Linked DNA regions of Ovis aries: region 1 is linked to region 2. The links are chromatin contacts, called in public Hi-C maps. All regions are on one chromosome and are shown on one strand. Each heading gives the region's core, a stretch centred on a gene start, on an enhancer-like site or on the middle of the called end of the contact. The rest is flanking DNA. Distances are from core to core; before and after follow the strand shown. Region 1 has its middle 7.0 kb from the start of FERMT2. Region 2 has its middle 97 kb from the start of FERMT2.

Region 1 (3,624 bases), core at 700-3,199, 100 kb after region 2:
AGTATGCATGATGGAAGAACAAGAGACTAAAGTCCAGAAGTTTGCTTGCTTATTACTTACATGCAAGGGAAAGTCTTTGGCTGGTAAGGTAAGTAATAGGGGGTGAGAGATGGAGAGAATTCAATGTGTCCAAAGTTTTTGTGCATTTTTGATGTTCTAAGTGCTGTGCAGGACACTTTACATGTACCTCACAATAACCTTGAGTTTTTATTATTATCCTTATTTAATGTGAGTTAACTGATAGCCAAACTGATTATCTGGTTGTCTAATTTGTTCTAAATCACATGGTTGGTACTTGGAACAAAAGGGTTTAAAACAGGTTTGAAAATAGAAGATCATAAATGCTTTTTACCATTTTACCATCAAAGTTTTTACCATTGGGTGATCAGAAAAAACAGTGGAGTTACTGAACTGGAAAAGAAAAATTGGGAGGAGCTGATTTCAGGGACCAAGGGAAATGTGAAGCTTTTTTTTTTTTTAAGGAAATATTGAACTTGAGGTGAGAACTGTATATCCCAGTGGAAACGCTTGGAGGACAATTAGATAAACAAGCCTAGTAATCTTGTGAGATGATCAGATCACACAGAGAAAAATCATTAACATTGAGGCAAGCCTTCATGAGTGTTTCAGCTTCCCCAATGAGACTGACCCTTGGGGAACTGCTCTCCAAGGATGGAAGCAAGAAGAGACGTCTAAGGCAACAGAGAAGAAAGGATCAGAGTAGGGAAAAGAATCAAGTTAGTCCAGTGTCATGCCAACCAAAACAAAGAAAGAAGCCATTCCAAGAAGGAAAGGTGGTCAGCAGTATCAAGTGATGCCGAGAAGTCCAGGAGAATAGACTGCCAAAAGAAGACGAGTCTGGTGAGAATCATTGCTCACCTTGGAGAGATCACTTTCCAGCTAACCCACTGAAGACAGGGTTCAGACAGTTAAAGAAAGGGACGTTTATCAATAAAAGGAAAGCAAGAAATAGGATGGTAATTTGGAGGTGCCACAGGAGCAAAGATGCTTTTTCAAAACAAAGGGGACCTGAGCATTCATAAAGACCATGGAAGACATAAGAGGGAACTGGTTGCTTAACACCAAAACCAAATTACCTCTGGGATTATCTGGGATTACCAAAGCTTCAGGGGGAATAGGAGCAGCCCTTGCCAAGACAGAATACAGACTCACAAACTTGCAAGGATAGAACTGGTTTATTGGAAGGTTCTAACCACCTTATAAGAGCGGAAACGCATGGCAGGATACAGCAAATTGGTGCATAAACTTATTTAAATAAATAATGTCTATATTAGTCAAGAAGAGGGTGGGGCTGGCTGAGTTATTGTGCTACTCGGATGGACGCCCTCCCAGGAGGTCAGATTGGGGCCAGGATGTAAGAAAGGAAGGATGTGATTAAGAGATTATTTCAGTACGACAAGGACAGAAATTCAGAGGCCTGTAAGCGAAAACCAGTGGTAGCAGTACAGATGCCAACTTTCCTGCTCCAGAGATGCTGCAGGGGGTCAGCTGGCCTGAGGACAGTATAGCTGTCACGTGTGAGTCACTGGAAGGCTACAGGTCAGGAGGTCAACCCCCACAGCTGCCTTCTGCAGTCAATTCCTGCAACACAGCAAAAACTCCCACTTGATAAGTGTTTCCCTGTTAATGAACACACTAGGCTCCTCCCTGATTTTCAGTGTTATTTACTCTCTAGCCAGTTCCGCCCTGTTTTTAGTGGCAGGTAAATTGCTGACTCCCAACCCCATTTGGAGGAAGGATCCCTCCCCTTTGTGCTTTGTATCACAATGCTCTCTTCAAATGCATAAACCCTCTATTCTTCCCAAACTAGGAGTTGCAATTCCACTAAAAGAGCCAAACCAGAAAGTCACCCACAATTCCAGTTGCCCTGAGGCCAACTCAGTTCAACTTGGAAGGACAAAATTGTTTTTATCCACTTGTTCCTAAACAGGTGCTCAGGTGACAGAGAATTGACCACAGCTGAACATCACCACCTGGTGTCTGGGAGGTGTCACTGCAAATATTTTCTCCCCGTTGAATTAAAATTCAACATAAATTTCATTATGAAATTAGTGAGCAAATGGAAAAAAAATGCATCTGTGAAAATATAAACTCTTCATTTTGGGATCTCATTTCTTTTTTAGGACTGTGCTCTTGGAGATATCCACACTATTCCCGCATGAGCAGTTTCTCCTGCTTCCTCTAATTCTCCGCTTGCTTCAAATCATTGCCATCACCATGTAGACCAACTCCATGCTGTGCTTTGTGCTTAGTTGCTCAGTCTTATCGGACTCTTCGACCTTATGGACTGTAGCATGCCAGGCTCCTCTATCCATAGCATTCTCCAGGCAAGAATACTGGAGTGGGCTGCCGTTTCATACTCTGGGGGATCTTCCCAACCCAGGGATTGAACCCGTCTTTTGCGTCTCCTGCACTGGTAGGTGGGTTCTTTACCACTTGTGCCACCTGGGATGCCTCTACCATTTTTCATTTAAAGAAAGAAGAAGGTCTTTCTTGATGACATATATCCCTCCACTACCCATCCTGCTGTGGTCCCCTTGAACACAAAACCACTTATATGAGATACTTATGTGCAACATATCTATTTCCTCGAGTCTAAATTACTTTTTAATTCACCCTCAAATTAGTCTCTCTGATCACCTCTCCACTGACACTCATGACTTCTCTGTTGCAAAACATGCAGTGCCTTTTCCATCTTCTTCTCACTCAGACTTTCAGCAGCATTAGATGCTGTCTGCTCTCTTTCTGATTTCTTGCTCCTCTTGGACTCTGGAAATCACCATCTCCTTATTTTCGTTCTACCTTTCTGTCTTCTTTTTTCAGTCTCCCTTGCTGGCTCCTTAGCCTCTAGCCAAGCCCTAAATTCAACCTGGGACCTCTTTTCTTTTCTATATGCATTCTCTCTCTTACCTACCTTCTTCTGCTTTGAGACTTAAAATGTTGTCTCTATGCTGATGATTCCACGTCTCTAGCCCAGATCTGTCCTTGGAGCTCCAGACTTAGACATTCATGCATAAAAAATATTGCACACTCATGTGTGCAATTGACACTGACTTTCCTTCAATATCTATTCCCGCTGCAGAGTTTCCCATCTCAGTAAATGGCACCATCATTCATCTGTTTGCTGAGCCTAAAAGCTGGGTTTTCCACATTCCTTCACCACCACTACTCCAGTGACTAAGAACATGCTAAGTCCATCTGTAAAATAGATCCTGAATTCATCCAGCTCTCTACAACTTCACCATCACCATCCTGGGGCTGCCCACCAGCTTCTCAGTTGGGTTATTTACTTAAGAGCCTCCTAAGTGGTCTCTCCACTCTTCCCCTCTCCAGTCCATTTCATACAGAGTACTTAGAATGATCCTCTAAATATGTAAATCATAAGATTTACTCTTCTCTTAGAAACATCAACAGCTTTCCACTGTGCTCAGAGTAAAATGGAACTCCTTACAATGATGGCTTAAATGGCTGTCCTCTGCTCACTGTCTCCAGTCAGAGAACATTTTGTGTTCCTTTCCTTACTACTCTTCTACTACTGAACCCATCTCATTCTTGTGTCTGCCTCCTTACTTCACTGAAGTGGCTCATGTTGTCAGAATTGCC
Region 2 (3,238 bases), core at 127-2,626:
AATTAGAGCTGGGTTTGGGAATTAGAACTAGATCTGGTTTTCAGTTAATTAACTCATAAGAGAAAACTAAGGGCCTGAGTTAAAAAAAAAAATTAATGAGAAGACATTGAAGTCTCTGGGAATAGGCTTTTCCAAAATATGTTCTCTTCAGCTTTATTTAATATATTTTACTTAAAAAAAAACTAATACAATTAAGCTAGATTTAGCCCATAACAAGCTCCAGCTTTTTTCTTTCTTTCTTTTTTTTTTTTAAACAGAGGGGAACATTTGATTAAATTACTATTCATCTGAAAATATTATTTGATGGGGAAAAACCCATTAGATATAGAAAGACAGACAACATTAAACAGTTAATTGGGAACAAAGAATCACATGATGTAATGTAGATAACTGGGAGAGCTCTTGGCTTTGAAATACATTTTTATTCAATGTCATGTAGTTAAAATTGCTGTCACGGTACCTTCTTGTCCAAAAATGGAAGTCCTGTAATTTCCTCACTTTGGCTGACTCGCCGTCTTGGCATGATTCTTGCTGCAGATGAGTATAGAGCTAGTTCTTGTCATACTTTAGAAAAATGTCATTGGCAAATAGAATGGAAGCACAAGTAAATTTCTGAATTTTTAGATTTTTTTAAAATAGAGAATTTATTTAAAAATATATTCTTGTGACCAATGAAAGTAACGATTTTTTTAAAACAGGAGAAACATTAAAATTTGATGGATGATGACGCAGACTGGGGAGGGTTGTACACGTTTAGGTGATTAACAGCTAATTATCAGCCAGAAATCCGCCCCCACCGTAGATATTAGTTTAGTGAAAAAGAAAACTTTTTGTTTGTTTTGTTTATAAAACTTAATGAGTAAAATGATGGCCATTTAAAAAAACTGAATACCATTCTCATTCAGAGACCAACTAATTTTGGGGCCTATAACCAAGGTCAGGAAGTTAGTAATCAAGTTCATTAAGACAAATGGCTCAGTTATCAAATTTAGCCAACACCCCTTGCTCTGGAAACCAGAATAGCCTTGGGGCTAAGAAAGATCCGCCCATACTAAGGGTAAAGCATCTATGATGAATCAAAGGTTTCCAGACGCATATCTAAGCCATTTTGCCTTGCGTGCTACCCAGAAGGTTATGTATGATGCAAGCAAAGGTAGTTATTTTCTGTTTGTGAGAGCCACCCACACTTCCCTGGAACGGAATGCGTCTGTACCCATTTGGCTCGGTGCATAAGCAGTCGTGTGCCCTGGGATAAGTTCTGGCTTCCAGCTTCTTCAAGTGGTATTCCACCCCTTAACGTACCTAAATGGAATTCTGAGAGGCGGCTCCCCACTTCCTCCCAGAGAGACAGCTCCTCCAGTGAGTCATGCAGACAGACACACGCCAACGTCTGGGGCGTTTTCTCTGCTGAGCAGCAGGCTTGTGTTGCACCAGCATCCCGCGTTACCTCTAGCGTCAGCAGCCGCCTCCGGTTTCCCAGACGAGGCTGCCAACTCTGCCCAGTGCCACGGCCCTGAGGAACCAAGGGCTGGGTCTGAGGATTCAACAGAGTGGGAGGGGAAGGGGGTAACTGATTTTCAGTTCACAACAGGAGCAGCAAGGGTAGGTGCTGGAGGTGGGTAGAGGTGGATTGGTGGACATAGTAAATGGATCTAGGGATTCGAGGGCCTGCAACAGTATTTTAAGCCCCAGGCACTGCTTTTTAAATCACCATGAATAATTTCTTTTCCATTCTCTCGGGAGACCTCGGATGTGAGCATTAAATTTTTTTTTTTTTTTAATTTTCTTGATTTTAGAAAGTTATGAACCTACGGGCTCAGCCACGGTTGGGTTTTAATTACCAGAACACAGTTAGATGATTGGGTAAATTATTGGTTATTTTGCCAGTAGCTTTGAACTCTCCCCCGCTCCATGGGATTATTGCCTTTAAAATGCTAAAATATTTTTAAGTTCCAAAATTCTTGCTGTTGTGTTAAAGAAAGAATGACTCTTGTGTTAAAGAAAGAATAACACTTGTCTAAACAGTAAGGAAAGCTTTTCCAGGGCTGTTGTAAGTTGGAGCGTTGCAGCAGGGAAGAGAGCCGAAATTCAACTCCAAATACAATAGACAACTGGGGATTATAGCCAAAGAGCAGAGGGAGCTAGATGGGAAATTACTGAGAGGAGAGAGACTTCAAAGGTGGGGAGACTTACTAAACCGACTTGACGGGATTCTTGCTGAAGGCAGGTTAAGGACACAAATGTCATAGTTGGGAAATGAGGAACTTGATCCCAGCAAGGATGAGGGTTGAGGCTGGTGGAGAGCAGCTTTGTCTTGTGTGGTAAATTGTTTTTTCCACTGCAGCGAGGGGCATAGGGGCTCTGGTACCATTTATCTGAGAGGGAAGAGGCCCTTCTCAGACTTGTGCTTGGCAGGTAATAGACACTGGATTGCTCTGCAAAGCCCAGGGACTTCCCTTCTGGGCCAGCAGGATCAGAGGGTGGGCCGATGATTTTCAGGGGCCTGACAGCTTCCAGGCCTCTGCCCACTATGCACCATCTTCACCCAGTGCAGCCAAGCAATTTGTTGTTAAACTGGATCCAGGGAGACTTAGGAGTTTTTAGTTCTATGTTCCAGAGTCAAATGGAAGAATCAGATCAACTTAAAAATAAAATTTTCTAGATTATTTCCTTATTACAAAAAACACACTCATTCGTAGGAGAGAACAAAATTGATTTTAAAAATTAATTTAAAAATTAGAAATACAAAAAAGATAAGAAAGAAGATAAAGCAGCTATCATCCCACTGCAAAAAACATCCTCTTTTTTTCTGTCATTCAGGTCAGGCTACATTGTGTTAGTTGCTCAGTCATGTCCAATTCTTTGTGATCCCATGGACTGCAGCCTCCCAGGTTCCTCTGTCCATGGGATTCTCCAGGCAAGAATACTGAAGTGGGTTGCCATTCCCTTCTCCAGGGGATTTTCAACACCCAGGGATGGAATGTGGGTCTCCTGCATTGCAGGCAGATTCTTTACCGTCTGAGCCACTGGGGAAGCCCGCAGGCTACGTTATGTTGTAGTAACACACAACTGCTGCTTTTTTATCATTTAAAACTGTAAAGGTTTATTTCTCACTCACACAAAATGTGCTTGGTGGGTTGGCACGAGCCGGGTTTGATATGCTCTCAGTCAGGGATGCACCCTTGCCATCTGGAGCAGAGCTGCCGGCCTCAGCTGAGGAAACCGCATGGGGAATCAC

What was found. A called contact is a pair of places that touch in the nucleus more often than the background predicts.
Region 1: a Hi-C map of muscle shows a contact between it and region 2, with 4 times the contacts expected there. The contact joins two enhancer-like sites. A contact is called at or near these places in 5 of 16 Hi-C or Micro-C datasets (hypothalamus, mesenteric adipose tissue, mixed tissues and 2 more).

What each region holds. Positions count from the first base shown.
Region 1 is chr7:63,722,967-63,726,590 of ARS-UI_Ramb_v3.0, forward strand. No RefSeq gene overlaps it. Among named protein-coding and RNA genes, the nearest start is that of FERMT2, 7.0 kb to the left of the region's middle. Within about 2 kb of position 1,950, at least 4 of the 54 cell types and tissues checked have an H3K27ac peak or open chromatin away from gene starts, as enhancers often do.
Region 2 is chr7:63,619,330-63,622,567 of ARS-UI_Ramb_v3.0, forward strand. No RefSeq gene overlaps it. Among named protein-coding and RNA genes, the nearest start is that of FERMT2, 97 kb to the right of the region's middle. Within about 2 kb of position 1,377, at least 7 of the 54 cell types and tissues checked have an H3K27ac peak or open chromatin away from gene starts, as enhancers often do.